2 separate regions of the Zea mays genome follow, and region 1 is linked to region 2. The links are chromatin contacts, called in public Hi-C maps. All regions are on one chromosome and are shown on one strand. The core of a region is the stretch at or near the end of the contact, and the rest is flanking DNA. Distances in the headings are between cores, read along the strand shown.

Region 1 (7,278 bases), core at 188-2,687, 180 kb after region 2:
TTGCTGTTTGCACTCAAATTTCTGCAATCCCATCAGGCCTAAAATTCTCACCAAATGCCCATAGTAAGCATCAATTTCATGTTTTAGGGCTTGTTTGGATGAGCTAAGGCTAGTTACTAGTTGGGATGTGGAGCTCAAAGTAGCTGGTGTTGGCTAGCTAGTTGGCTAATAACTAGTTCAAGGTTTAGCTAAAAAATAGTACTCCCTCCGTTTCTTTTTATTAGTCGCTAGATAGTACAAAATTGCACTATCCAGCGACTAATAAAAAGAAACGGAGGGAGTACAACTATTAGCCCTCCTGTTTGGATGCACTAGACTAATTTTAGCTAGCTAGCAATTAGCTCTTGAATCCTTAGGCCCCGTTTGGTTCCATTAGTCCTACTGTCCTAGGACTACCTATTCTGTTTGGTTATAGGGACTAAACAGATTCTAAATATATTAAATGCAACACATAAAGACCGAAATACCCATTTTCTTGTTTCACGCCAGTTTCTAGGTAAGGGCACTTTAATTAAATGTCGCCCTTTAGTCCCTTTTAGCACTCATGTGAGGGACTAGAGACTAAAGTCAATTAGTCCCTACTTTAGACCTTCTATTTGGCAAAATAGGGACTAAACAGGACTAAAGATTAGTCCCTCTAACCAAACGGGGCCTTAGTTTGACAGACCACGAGCAGAAATAGCTGCACTACTTGTTCCACACTGGATGTGCTCATTTGAAAGACGGTATGGAACACACTGAAATCCAAAAGTAACATACATAAAAAGGCATAGAAACAATACGCTCCACAAATATCCCAAAGGAATAGGTTTTGTCGTTTAGCAAAGTAAGCAGACAGCATTCAGAGCGATAAAAATGATTCAACGTTTCACCAATCGGGAAGGCGGAGCCACCTGCGGTTAAAACTGTGTGGTGAGAGAACTCCAGAAGGATCTCTCGCTGCCCAAGCTTTGCAGTTGCCGTTCTCTGATTCAGCAGCCATGTGAACTGAACTGCAGAATGAATTCCTGCCAAGTCAGTAAATCGAAAGGCCTGGCTCAAACAGACGGAAATTTCATCGTTGACACTACAGGGGAGGGGAGGGGACAAAAAAAGACTCGCCTCTGTGTCGATTCCTTCCGCACCGGCCGCTCCCCGAACTCCCCTCAATGCAAGCGCGGCAAGCAGGCTGTTGGGTGTCGCCAGGATACAGGTAGCCGACGATAGCGAGTGAGCGATTTATAACGGGGAAGAAGATGTGATTGCTTGGAAGGGCGCAGACCGTATCATGTTCCGCTGACCGCTGAACGGATTGGAATGGAACGGAGAGGGTGGCGAATGGCGATCACTGGCGACAGCCGTGACGTCGCAGATCTGGCTATCATGTTTTTACGGGCCTCTCGCGAGCCATGAGTTCGTCGGCACTGACGTCGCAGACCTGGCAACCGTAGATTGTTTTTCGTTGCTTTGAATCTCTGAAGCTTAGGTCAACACATGTGATTATCAAATACGAGTGTTAAATATTTTGTAAATACAAAACTAATTATAGCGATGAAGATAAATCGAAGAGATAAATTTATTAGAGAAATTAATATATGATTAGCAAATATGTATCATCGTATATGTGAACCATGAAATATTTAGGTTTAGACCTTGTTTGGGCATAGATCTAGTTCTAGAAAATTTGGTGGAGTTGGTGAAGCAATTCATTGAGACCCTGTTTAGAAGAGCTTCACTTCAAAAATTTCAGGTCTATTTTTGCTTCTATTCAAACCGGTCCAGCTCCACGAGCTCTAGTTTCAAAAAAATAAAACTAGAGGTTAGTTTCATGAAATTTTTGAAGCTCCCCCAAAGAGTGCTTCAAAAACACTATTTTCATACCTCCTCGTGACATTGCATAAAAATTACCCACCATGTCATTGATTATATGACCTATCTATTCATGTTTCTTTCTCCACCCGCTAATCATCAAGGGTAACTTGGGAAACTCACAAAAAATAATTATATTACAGAAGTTGAAGTCTATGTGCAAACCAAACACTCTTGAGCTCTGTCTTACCGATCAGTTGAAGTTGTTTCATGGTGAAGCTAAAAAACGAAGCTGTAATTCTTGAAATGAAGTCCTTCCAAACATTTCCTAATGTGCTCAGAAAATCGTGGAGTTAGAGTTGTAAGTCTTTAGAAGACATTTAGATAAGTCATTTTGTTTATTATTTAGATTAAAATTATTTTTAAAAATATTTAAATTGATATTATGAACTACAGCTTCACACTCGAGCTGGAACATGGAGCGATTCCAAACACTCCCTTAATAGGTTTGTCTCTTACCATTTAGTCTCCATCTGTGTTAATTACTAATTAGTTTTGTAATCTCTGCTATTTTAAAGTAATAGTTTTGTGTGCCGTGCTTCACCAGCGAAGTATGTACGTTTGTCCCTCTTCCCGCTTTCTCACCTAACAATGGATGGTTACATTACAGAAGCGTCGTTGAAAGAGAAATGAGCAAATAAGTCATTTCTATAATATTTTGGTGATTAATGACCAACATAACATAATGGACTGACTAATTTGCATAGACTATGAGCGCGTGTTAACTCAAGTGCAAATTAAGGAATTCAAGTTCAAACGAGCTCAAACAAAGCTAGAAAGTGCAACATTTTGAAAAAAAAGTAAAACGATGAGAAAAGATGAGTTGAAAGTATGAACCTATGGCTTAGATTAGGTTGACATACTCTAATAATAAAGTTTGTCTATGTTATAGAATAGCTCCCAAGACCATCCAAATCAAATTGGAGAAGTTTTGGCTAAAACGAACTTCAACTTAGCCGATTAGGACTCACGAGATTGGTCCGGTGGTGCACTGGACCAAGTTACCAGAGAGCCCTGTAGACGACTTCGACGGTCTGGCACGTCAGACCAGACCATATTGGAACTACTTAGTCTTGAGAGTTTTGGCTAAAATTCATCGGACCTCGGTCCCGTGGTGCACAGGACCTCGCGGGTAACGACTACTTGCGGCTCCAACATGCATCTCTAGCGGCTACTTGACACGTGGCGATCCGGTGGTGGACTGGACCGGTCCAGTGTCTGCAAGATTTGGAAAGCATCACTCAGGATCCTGGGGTAGCTGCTACTGTTCACGGTCCGAAAATGCACCGAACCAGTTCGGTGCGCCAGCCGAGAACAGATCTGAGCAGAATTTCACCATAGCTAGTTGAGGGTTTTGGGCAATAAATAGCCCCCTAACCAGCATCCTCTTTATACCAAGTCACTCAAAAGTTAGTACATCATTCCTATGCATTAGAGAAACATGTCAATGTAATTCAAGTGCCCATTCTTGAGAGATAGAGTTGTATTGCTATTGTACGCTTGCGTTTTTGTTCTTTGATGTTGTTCTTGTGCTCGTGTTGTTCATTGGAGTTCTAACTTTCATAAACTTGTGTACGGCTGCAAGAGACTCTGATTTGTGGAGATCCTTTCGAGAAGCTATTATAAGGAAGATTTGTGGCCTCAAGTTAATCATGGCAGCACTTGAGAAGGTTTGAATATAACCCTCGTCCTTTGGACACCACAACGTGGATGATCAAACCAGAAAAAATTGTGTGTCTTGCGTGCTTTTCTTTTTGCAATTTTCTCTTCCTCCCTCATTCTAAGTTTTTTATATTCACTTGAGATTTTGCTATACTCTCTAAATTCTACAATCAAGAGAGCAAACAAGTGCAAGAACCTTGTTCCTTCACTCTGGCTTGATATGTATTCTTTGCTAACTTATAATTTAGATTAAGTTTGTTTGAATTTGTGAATTTTTAGGAGTTGCGTCTTCACCTCCTCTATACAACTATCACCCATGAGAAACCATCCAACCCAACCACCCAACCCAAGCCTAACACGACATGGAGCTACAAGCAGCGCAAGGCTCCCACATAATACCACCCCGCTAGCTGAAGGAGGACGAGCGACCTATAAAAAAGGTCAGACTCCTTTTCAATTTATACCTTTCTTGACCTTTTGGCTAAGATAAGTTGTAATATTTGTTCTTACTAGTTTAATATTTAATATATAGATCATATATATAGGTATCAAATATGATTGTATTGTTGCAACGTACGACCATTGTACTAGTTAAACTATATTTAATACTTTTAAATAGCATCCAAATATATGATATGACAGAACTAAAATTTAGTAGCGTGGATCCAAACATCCAATAATCAGTTACGTGCCTTCTCGCGTGCCATATCAGCTTCAAATTTTTAATAAAAATAGCTTTGTTTTATATATATATATAAAGTTACCGTATAGATGTGTTTGGTGAAGTTTACGGTGTTTGATTCACAACAAGATTTACTGCAAAAAATCTGAAATCGCAATCAAACGAGTACAACAGTCGACCAGATAATTCACATATGGAAGAAGGGACGAAGACGAGCCTGGTCTAGGGGTTCAATGGGCTTTATGTAGGCCTCGGTATCACATACCCGTGAACGTGGTCCTACGCTCCTTAAGTGTGTCATGATTTTAGTCTTGTGTAGCGCATTCAAACCGAGACTCCCTTACATAGTTATGAAAATATGGCTAGATAACAATCACTAGTTTATTGAGAACCAAATTTAATGATATCTATTAAATGTATCGCAATTGCCATCTTAGACTCACCACTACTACCAACACTGCTACCACCACCACCCCACCACTACTAACAGCACTGCCACCACCACCTTGAAATTAGTAATAACATGGACTATTATTGTAAGTATTATTAGCCTATATTGCAAGTAGCATTACTAACTAAAAAGGTTTGAAGCGATCAAAAGGAAATGGGGTCAATGCTAAAACTCAAACAGTTCCGCAGAGGGTTGAAAGAACTAGCTACATTCTTTCATAGAAGACAGGAAAAAGAGGATTGATGCTTTCTTACTTCATCTTAATATAGGGATGCTTTATGTAGCTTCCAATAAATAGGAAACAAGATGACCCATGGGGCACTCAGTGACGTATCTAAACCGTCTATCCAGTACTAGCTTTTCACACTCGGGAATATAAACTGTCGGCACTTGAAGATGAACGAAGCAAAATTACCCCCAAAAAGCCCTTAAACCCCACCACGGCTTCGACTTATCAGTTTATAGGCCCAATTAATCGGTTGCAAGGGGCGACTAAACCTCACAAAAGCCCGATTAGCCGGCCCAAATCGATGGCTTAGATATGCGATGGGCAACTAAGACAACTACCGATTAGCTAGGGTCACGAGGCGATTAATGGTAGAACGGCTCGATTTATCGTGTTGACGAGGTGGCTTACCAGCTAGGTAAACGACCAGACTGTTAAGTAACCCTAGTTAGGGTTATGTGGGCAAATACCTGCTTTGCCCCTGAGGGGTCTCACATCTCTATATAAGGAACATGTACACCCCATCATATTACAGAGATTAGAAAGAGGCCAGAGGCCCAACCCTATATCTTGTGTCTCGTGTGTTTCCTCTGTCGTGCTCATGGGAAGGGAGACGGGTTCTCTACAGCTTCTTGCGCCTCTATTGCTGACGGGAGGGAAGGGAGCGGATCTGGTGATCCGTGGTAACGTAGTTCTCAACACGTTATCAGCACGCTCTACCTCGACGTTGCTACGGGATTAGATCTGCATCAACTCTCCGTCAAGTCGGCAGGTCTCCGGCCTAGCCGAACTGTCCTACGCGACAGCTATCATTTTTGTCTACTGAATCAAGAGATGGGGTATGTAATTTCTGGATTGAATCTGTGATTTAGTTTTCAATCTATTGTTAGCGGTGAAAAAAAGCACCTTCGCCGCTTTAGGGAGCGCCGCCTGGAGCCGCTGCTCCTACGTGTGTTCGCGTCGGGGACCTGCGCTGTACACCGCGCGTACTCTGATCGGGCAGGTCCTGCTTGCAACGGCGGCGAGCAGGCCAATGACGCCGGATGATGTCCTCGCGGATGGATTGATTGTTAGGACTCAATCGCTCAAGAGCTTGTGATCCCTCTGTTTCCCACTGCGTGCGTGTCGTATTTCCATGATCCATACGTGCGCGTCAGTGCTGGCCCGAACAGTCACGTCGAGGCCCAGCTGGGAACCTGCGCCATCCCTGTGTCGCGCCCGCACCGGCGGTGTGCCACGTCTGGCGGAGATGCGACCTCTTCTCCTAGGATCCGATTCGACCGTGCGGTGATCCGTTATCCTCGTGACAGTTAGAAAAAAAGGAATCGCGTCTATGGAACAGCCTTGCATGCGAAGTGGTATGCGCCCAGCCTTGCATGCAGCCTTGCATGAGCAGCCTTGCATGCGAAATGGCGTGAGTGAAGGTGGACTTCACGTTTGCATCACGCTTCCATGTGATGGATAGTTGCAGAGCACGCGCGATGGTTGGCTTGAAAATCGCCATAAAAAAATTCCGGTTGAATTATTTCATATATGCTTTATATTGTTTAGTCTATTTATTTTTGGTTACAAATAAGAAATAGAATAAAACATATTTTATATTGCGGTTAATTATTTTTCACAGTAAAATAATTAGTAGAAAAATGCATGTTTAAATATATGAAAATGTTTTCATGCACATGATCTGCTTATGCTTATGCATTAATTATAGTACTATTTTCTGCTTTATTTTCCATAGTAGATAATTAGCAGAAAATTATTAAAATGCATATGAGAGTTATGATGTGTACTTTTGTATCGCTCTAAATATTTATGATACGTTGAGATTTTGGACTCACATCGAGCGATTAAATTGTATAGTGGGTATTCGGACGCACCGATGAGATTGCGTTATTAATCAGCTAAGTTTTGGCATTGGCTGCGCCCTGGCAACACGACGCAGTATTTGTGTCGTATGAACTTGGCTGCGTCATGTGATTGCTATGTCGCACTCTCGTTTAATCGGACCGCCCCTGTTGAGTTGGACCGTCATCGTCAAGTCGCGTATTTTTTTTTGTATGCCCTGTAGGCACTGTTCGTCTTTCGTGATTATCGAGCCACAATTGCGCCTGTTGCGCATGTTGTGTGGACCTGTCTTGTACCACGACTATCGAGTCACAACTGCGCATGTTGCGTTTGTTACGAAGGCTTGTTGTGTTGCCGTAGCCCTGATGGCCTGTCACACCCGGTTTTAGAAGGCAAACCGAATGCGAACCATGTACGTGCCAGGATCAGTTATTCACGTACACAGCAGTTACATAATATGGACATCATCACACAGTGCTCAAAATAGAATTTAAAGGGAATAATAGTTGATTACATCATACGTCTGAGACGTCCATATAGTTCTTACAGTAAATCAAAGTGCGG
Region 2 (6,553 bases), core at 3,700-6,199:
CAATCTCGGTAGATCGCGTTCGCCAGGTGGCGCTCGCCTGGAGGCATGGACGTCGCGCTCTGCGCGCATCGCGCCTTGTCTTCGCGCGTTGGCAAGCCCACAACCGCGCCCGCTACATTTGCGTCATGCACGCCAACACTCTCGTCTTCCTCCGCTCTCGCTTTGCACCTTCTTGCTCACCTTCGCTCTCCCTTTCTCCACCACTCCGACACAGCGCCACCATGGATGCCGGTGAGTAGCTCCGTGGCCACACCATTTCCATCCTCCACGACCAAAATCTAGTGTCGCGTGTGGGTGGAAGCCCCAATGCCTCTCTCCTAAGCTCGAAGAACGTCGGAGCTTCGTCGTCGGCATCGCCGTGCTTCGGCTCATGCCAGCGCGCGTGGACAGAGCAACTTCGTCCGCCATCCGTCAAACCGAGGTCGCCATCAAGTTCGCCTTCGTCGGCCACGCCTCCTCTCCACCAGGGCCGTTCCTGACTTTTTAGGGGCCTGGTGCGAAATCTGAAATGGAGACCCCATCCACACACAATATATATAATATTCAACGTATACAAATTATTATGCATTATTTTCAAGTTTATAAGATGACAAATATAAAATATAGCAAAAACACATACTTGTTATCTGATGTCATTAAAAATATCTTCTAATATTTTATGATACAAATCATCGCTTATACCATTAAGATCAATCACATCCAACAACTTCTTTTAGATAAATATAATCGCCAAACCATTTAACCTCTCATAAGTCATTATTGACCTTAAATAGTTCAAAAAATATTTCAATTTTAAAAATCTTCTCTGTCGATGCAACCATCATGTATATAGTAAATAATACTCTCTCTGTATCAAAATATAATTTATTTTGCTTCTCTAGTTGATTCCTCATCATCTAGTTGAATATAGACATAAAAATCAAGAGTTAAAATAAATACTATTTTGGAACGAAGTGAATATTAGATAAGTAATTGAGACATTAGTTTAACAATCTAAACGAAACTGATCGATAGCGCATCGCTCTTGCGTATTTATGTTTAGGGAAGATATGCTTAGCAGAAAAAAAAGTGCTAACGTCCGTGGCCAGAGGGGCCCTCTGTTTTTGGGGGCCCGGTGCGGCTGCACCCGCCGCACCCCCTCAGGACCGGCCCTGCTCTCCACCTCGACGCTGGTGAGCCTCCGGCCAATCTGCTCCCTCTCTCTTTCTCTCTCTGTTCTATGAAAGGAGACAAGGGTAGCAGACGAAAATGGGGTAGAACCCAAGGGGTTTTCTGGAAAGCATCATAGACTCAGGGGAATAGTGTCCGAGGACCTAAAATCAAGGATTTGTGTATGGTTAAAACCCGAGGTCTAACATGCAAAACGGGTTTCCCTTTTTTTCTTTTCTTTTCTTTCGGTTTAAACCGCATAGAACCTTGGAAAATTCATAACTCGACGAGTTTTAGAGCACAAAATTTCATGAAATAAATTTTGTGGTACTTCTATGTAATAGATCTAAAGTTTAAATATGTTGCATATCGAGTTCCTAATACTTTTATGCACAGTTTTGAGTTAAACAAGGAAACCAAGCTTTTCTTCTAAAAAAATTGGTGACTGAATAATGGTCAGAAAAATATGATTCTAATTTTTTTATGTTTCTCCTAAGATTATCTATCTGTGATAAATATGTTAGTGGTATGTTTACTGAGAAAATGAATTTTGTGAATTAAAAAGTGAAGTTGCTGATTAAATTAGTAGATAAATAGCAAACTCACTGGGATTGGTGTGAAACTTTTTGTGAGTATGACTTATGTGGTTTGTCACGCCTGAGTTAAATATGAGCCACTGGTTATATAGAAATTTTGTGAGTTATGGTTTAAAAACATAAAAGGTTGTTTTCTTTAGAAAAATCATAGAAAGAGATTTACCATGAAAATGAACATGTAGATTAGGCCACCTGAAGATTTGACCATATACACAGAAGGTCAGAGTCAGTAACAGGTGGGTCTATAGGTGACCAATAGATTGGGCTATATGGGCCGGCACGAAGCACGACCATTTTGGCTCGAGCACAGGCACGACACGATAGTAATAGTGTTTGAGTTGACACGAGGCTTGTTATGGGCTGTGTTTGGGATTGAGTACAAGCCCATCGAACGGCATGAGTATACCCCATTTACTCCCGGTCCATTTATCACAATGATAGGCACGAACAACTCATCAAACTAAGTACGACACATCACGACCCATGTGTGGCTCAACCTTATTTATTCTAATTTAGCCCACCATATATATAATTATGACCAATTCGACCATCACTTTCATGCTATTTTCGAGTTATGCTATAAAAATAGAAAAATAAACAAGAAAAAACATGTTATTTTTGAACTCTGTTACAAGTCAGGCCTTAGATTTAGCACGATACGATATAATAGCCCGACATGACCGTTTAAAAACTAATTAGTCCGTGTTTAAGCTTAGACTTTGATCCACGAATACGACACGACCCGCTATTTATCCGTACCGTACCTCCGCCCAATTAATTCGGCACGATGGCCGCATCTCTTCGTAAAGTTGTTACTAGTTTACTACCAACCACTCTCAATTTCTCCCAAATAAAAATTCATCGAAACAATGCAGCAAGAGATTGGCTATTTATGGCTAGCTTGGAATAGATTGAAGAATGAAACAGATCTTTTCTCTCTCCTTTTCAACGTGCCTCGAGCTACTACGACTGACGCGAGCCAGTAAGTGAATAAACGGTGCTCTAATCAAGATTCAAGACTAGAGGCCGTTCACTGCCCACAAGTTTCTACTGCTTTGGCTCTGCCGCGCGAGCGCGACATCCCACCACCGGAGCCGGAGACGTCGCGGCTCGTTGACAGCCTCTGCTTGCTGCCGCTCCTCTCGTCACCGCCGTCGCACGCCCATGCCGCCGGCCTCTCCTTCGACTTGCTCACCTGCACGGAAGATGGTAGTGTTTATTATTTGCGACTAAAGATTCTAACATTGAATATAGAAGCATGCAAGTTTCATGTCTGAACATGTTTGCATCTCAACAGGCGACAGATCTTTTGAAGTACAATTTGGAATGCCATTTGTATACGCGGCGACTCTCACACTTCAAAAAAATTTGTTTTCAAGAAGTCAAAGAATTCTAACTCTAATAAAATATATAAACAATGAGTAATATTAAGATACACCTTAATGAGGGTGTGTTTAGAAGCGAAGTATTTCCGAACCATGGTTTTAACAATGACACAATTATAATATTTTTATATCACTCCTAGTTATACGTATTTGGAGACAAAGTGTCTTAAACCATATTATTTATATACATGTGCTAGACTAGTTATAGACAAAAACTTTGGATTAGAGTGGGGTTTCAAATACTCAAAAAAAAACCATAGTATCTACAAAATCATGATATTCAAAACAGAGTTTTCTACAATATAGCCAAACACCTCTCGATAAAAAAAATACTACAGTATTCTTCAATACCATTGTTTTATCTCAAAACTTAAAAAATTCTTATGGGGTGTACTATAATTTAACAGCTGCGTCGAGCGCATCGCATTCAGCAGAGCCAAAAAGCAGGCAACTGTGAAAAAAGAGCAACAAAACAAGAGCTTACCATGAAACAGAATCCAGAGAGGCCCAGATCCGGTTCCAGGCCAGCCCAACCGGTCCTCGGCCGCTTCGCCGTCGAACCCCGCCTCCCAGCGCCGTTAAACGACGACGGTGTTTGCGCACCCTTACTTCTTGCAGGAGGCGTCGGCCGCAATGGCGACGTCGACGGTGGCAACGAGGTGCTGCTAGGACCCTGGGCACTGCGGCTCGTCGGAAGCCCGCCGAAGAACCCGGCGCCGTCCAGGTCGTCCTGGAACATGTCCACGAACAGCTGCTGCAGCTCCTCGAAGCTCTCCTGCACGTTGACGGATGGACTGGACTGGGTCAGCGCACGGATCTCGACGCGTGAGGGGTGCTCCAGATCTTGGCCAGCGGGTGCGGGCGTTACCGTTGGCGTGGCCTGGCTCATCATGTCGGCCATCTCTCCGAGGAAGTCGCCCATCCCCGACAGCTGCGGATGGTAAGGTATGGTATGGATGATGCATGTTGCATGCACGATCAGAGAAGAAAGAGACTGTCAGCAAAGCAAATCGAATCGAATTTCCCCCGCGAACCAAACCCCTGAAGAACACCGGTTGGGCCGGAAAATACGATACTGAGGGCACATGCATGCGATTGAGTTCGGTCGAGTAGTTACGTCAGCGTCGTCGTCCTCGCTGTCGTAGACGCCGACGTCGTAGAGGAGCCGCTTGTTGGAGTCGGAGAGCACTGCTTCGACCGGTATGGATCATGTAATGCAATGTAAGAAATTCGCTTTTGGGCGGCCAAGCTAATGATCGATCAATGGAGGAGCAAGGAGGGGGAGACGGGAAGTGGTCACCGGAGTAGGCGCCCTGGATCTCCTGGAACCGCTCCTTGGCCTCCTCCACGCGCGCCGAGCTGCCGGACGCCGAGCACCTGTCCGGATGCCATATCTGCATGCAACCAGGTGTAGATAAATTCAGTGGGAATGGTTCCCGATTTGGAGCGGTTGATTGGCGAGCTCGAAAGGAAGGCGTACCATGGCGAGCCTCCGGTACGCGACCCTGAGCTCGGCGTCGGTGCACTCCCTGTTGAGCCCGAGCACGGCGTAGAGGTCGGCGCCAGGAGCTGCCTCCTGGTCCTGGATGTTGCCGCACTGACCGGCAGTCATGTCGGCTGGCGCCGGCGCGCGCCGAGGCTGCCGCTCTGCTCGACTGCTCTGCTCGAGAGGAGGGGGGTTGCAGAGTGGCGTGCACCGGAGAAGGGGAAGGGGTCCGGCCAGAAGCAAACAAACAGGGGCGAGGCGAGGCGAGGCGAGGCGAGTGGCGCAAGTTGCTTGGCTGGCTTGCGGTTCCACGCTAAACGCGAAGGCTCCAGAAGCTGGACCTGACACCGACGCCTGCTTGCGGTTTTAAAGACGGAAAGTATGTGGTCACATCACCTTTTAATTAACGTCATGCTAACAAAGATATTTACCGTAGTAAAAAGGGTTTGCGTGAAACATGATTCGTAAAAGTTAGAAACAAAGGTACTTACGGCTTTACGACTCTGCTACGATACTAAAGAGTAAATGGGTTCACAAATCACAACGGCGGCGCTGAGTGAGTGAAGGAGGGATTGTGGGGTCGCGGAGATGATGAGAAATGATTTAAATAATATTATTTATTTAATTTTATTGAGTAAAAGAGAAGATTATCTATTAATTTGAATTGTTTAAATTTGGGTATAATTTATTTAGTGGATTTAGTGAAGGTTATGAGTGTAGGCGTAATTTGGTTCGGTGAGTTTTAAAAGTTTAAACGATTGTATTATGTAGTGGTATACACTATACAATTTATGTTGTAAGTTGCCCGGCTCTATTATTATAAAGTAATTATGTTGTATGGAGGCCATGGTTCAATAAATAAAGCAATTAATCGAAACACTGAATGGCAATGCAAAAATGTACTTGATCGGCGGGCACAATGGCTCACAAGACCCAATCACCCAATGGCCGACTTGATCTACGGGCACAACGGATTCTCTAGATTAACCTTAGATTTATTTCAAAATGAGTTTTTCTATACACGTAAGACAACTTTTTTCTTAGGCCCTGTTCCGAAGCGAGTAAAGACATGTTTGGAAGCATCGAATTAAGTAACTGGTTTATAAAAAAAAAACTAGTTCCAAACATACTAGTTTATATCCAGTTTATAGAAACTAGAGATAGAAACCGAGAATCTAATTTCTATAAAAACTAAGGTCCTATTTAGAAGTAACCCAATTTTTTAAAAAACCAGTTTCTATGTTTTATCTAAGAGAGGCCAGCTTCTTGGTTTTTAAGAAACCGAGAATCTAATTTCTATAAACTGAGTTATAAACTAGTATATTTGGAACCACCTTAATTTATATAAACTTAGCTAAATGCAGTTTATAAAAACTGAGGTGGCTCCAAACACCATTAACTAGTTTTTTTAAATCGGTTTCTATAAACTGGAGATACAAACTAGATTCTTAAAAATGGTTTGCTTCCAAAAATGACCTAAGTTTTTAAGAATTCAGGTTCTATCACCAGTTTCTACAAAATGGTTTATAAAAAAAATTGGTTAATAGTGTTTGAAAACCACCTCAATTTCTACAAACTAGTTTTAGCTAAGGAAGACTAAATTCAGTTTTTATAAACTGGTACGTTTATAACCACCTTAGTTTTTATAAACTAGATTCTTAAAAGCTGAGGGCTTCTAAACATACCTTTACTTTGTTCCTTCTCAAAATATAATGATTGCATCTTCATAAAAAATACTATCTTAACAATATTGATTTTCTACTTTTAAATTGGAAAGTACATTTATTTTTAGGATAGAGAGATGAAATAAAGTGTTGCAATGCAAGCACCGGAGGGAGGCGGAACCCTCGGGAAGTCGGGATCTTTATGACGAAAGTGCTTTGATATTGAGTGAATTAAGATGGATCCCAACCATGGATAGTAACGGGTCATCATTT

The links. Hi-C and Micro-C count contacts between places; a contact is called where the count stands out from the background.
Region 1: a Hi-C map of leaf shows a contact between it and region 2, with 5 times the contacts expected there. The contact joins the promoter of LOC100192586 here to the promoter of LOC103637950 in region 2. A contact is called at or near these places in 3 of 25 Hi-C or Micro-C datasets (bundle sheath, ear and leaf).

What each region holds. Positions count from the first base shown.
Region 1 is chr9:12,847,289-12,854,566 of Zm-B73-REFERENCE-NAM-5.0, forward strand. It overlaps LOC100192586 (putative cinnamyl-alcohol dehydrogenase family protein), which reads right to left and starts at 1,438. Exons shown (of 8, transcript NM_001137801.1): 1 at 1,262-1,438; 2 at 1,102-1,168; 3 at 894-987. The coding sequence starts at 982. It also overlaps the pseudogene LOC111590239.
Region 2 is chr9:12,661,664-12,668,216 of Zm-B73-REFERENCE-NAM-5.0, forward strand. It overlaps LOC103637950 (dnaJ homolog subfamily B member 3), which reads right to left and starts at 4,950. Exons shown (of 6, transcript XM_008660950.3): 1 at 4,611-4,950; 2 at 4,431-4,524; 3 at 4,248-4,318; 4 at 3,999-4,061; 5 at 3,615-3,905; 6 at 2,565-2,940. The coding sequence starts at 4,742. The coding sequence ends at 2,776.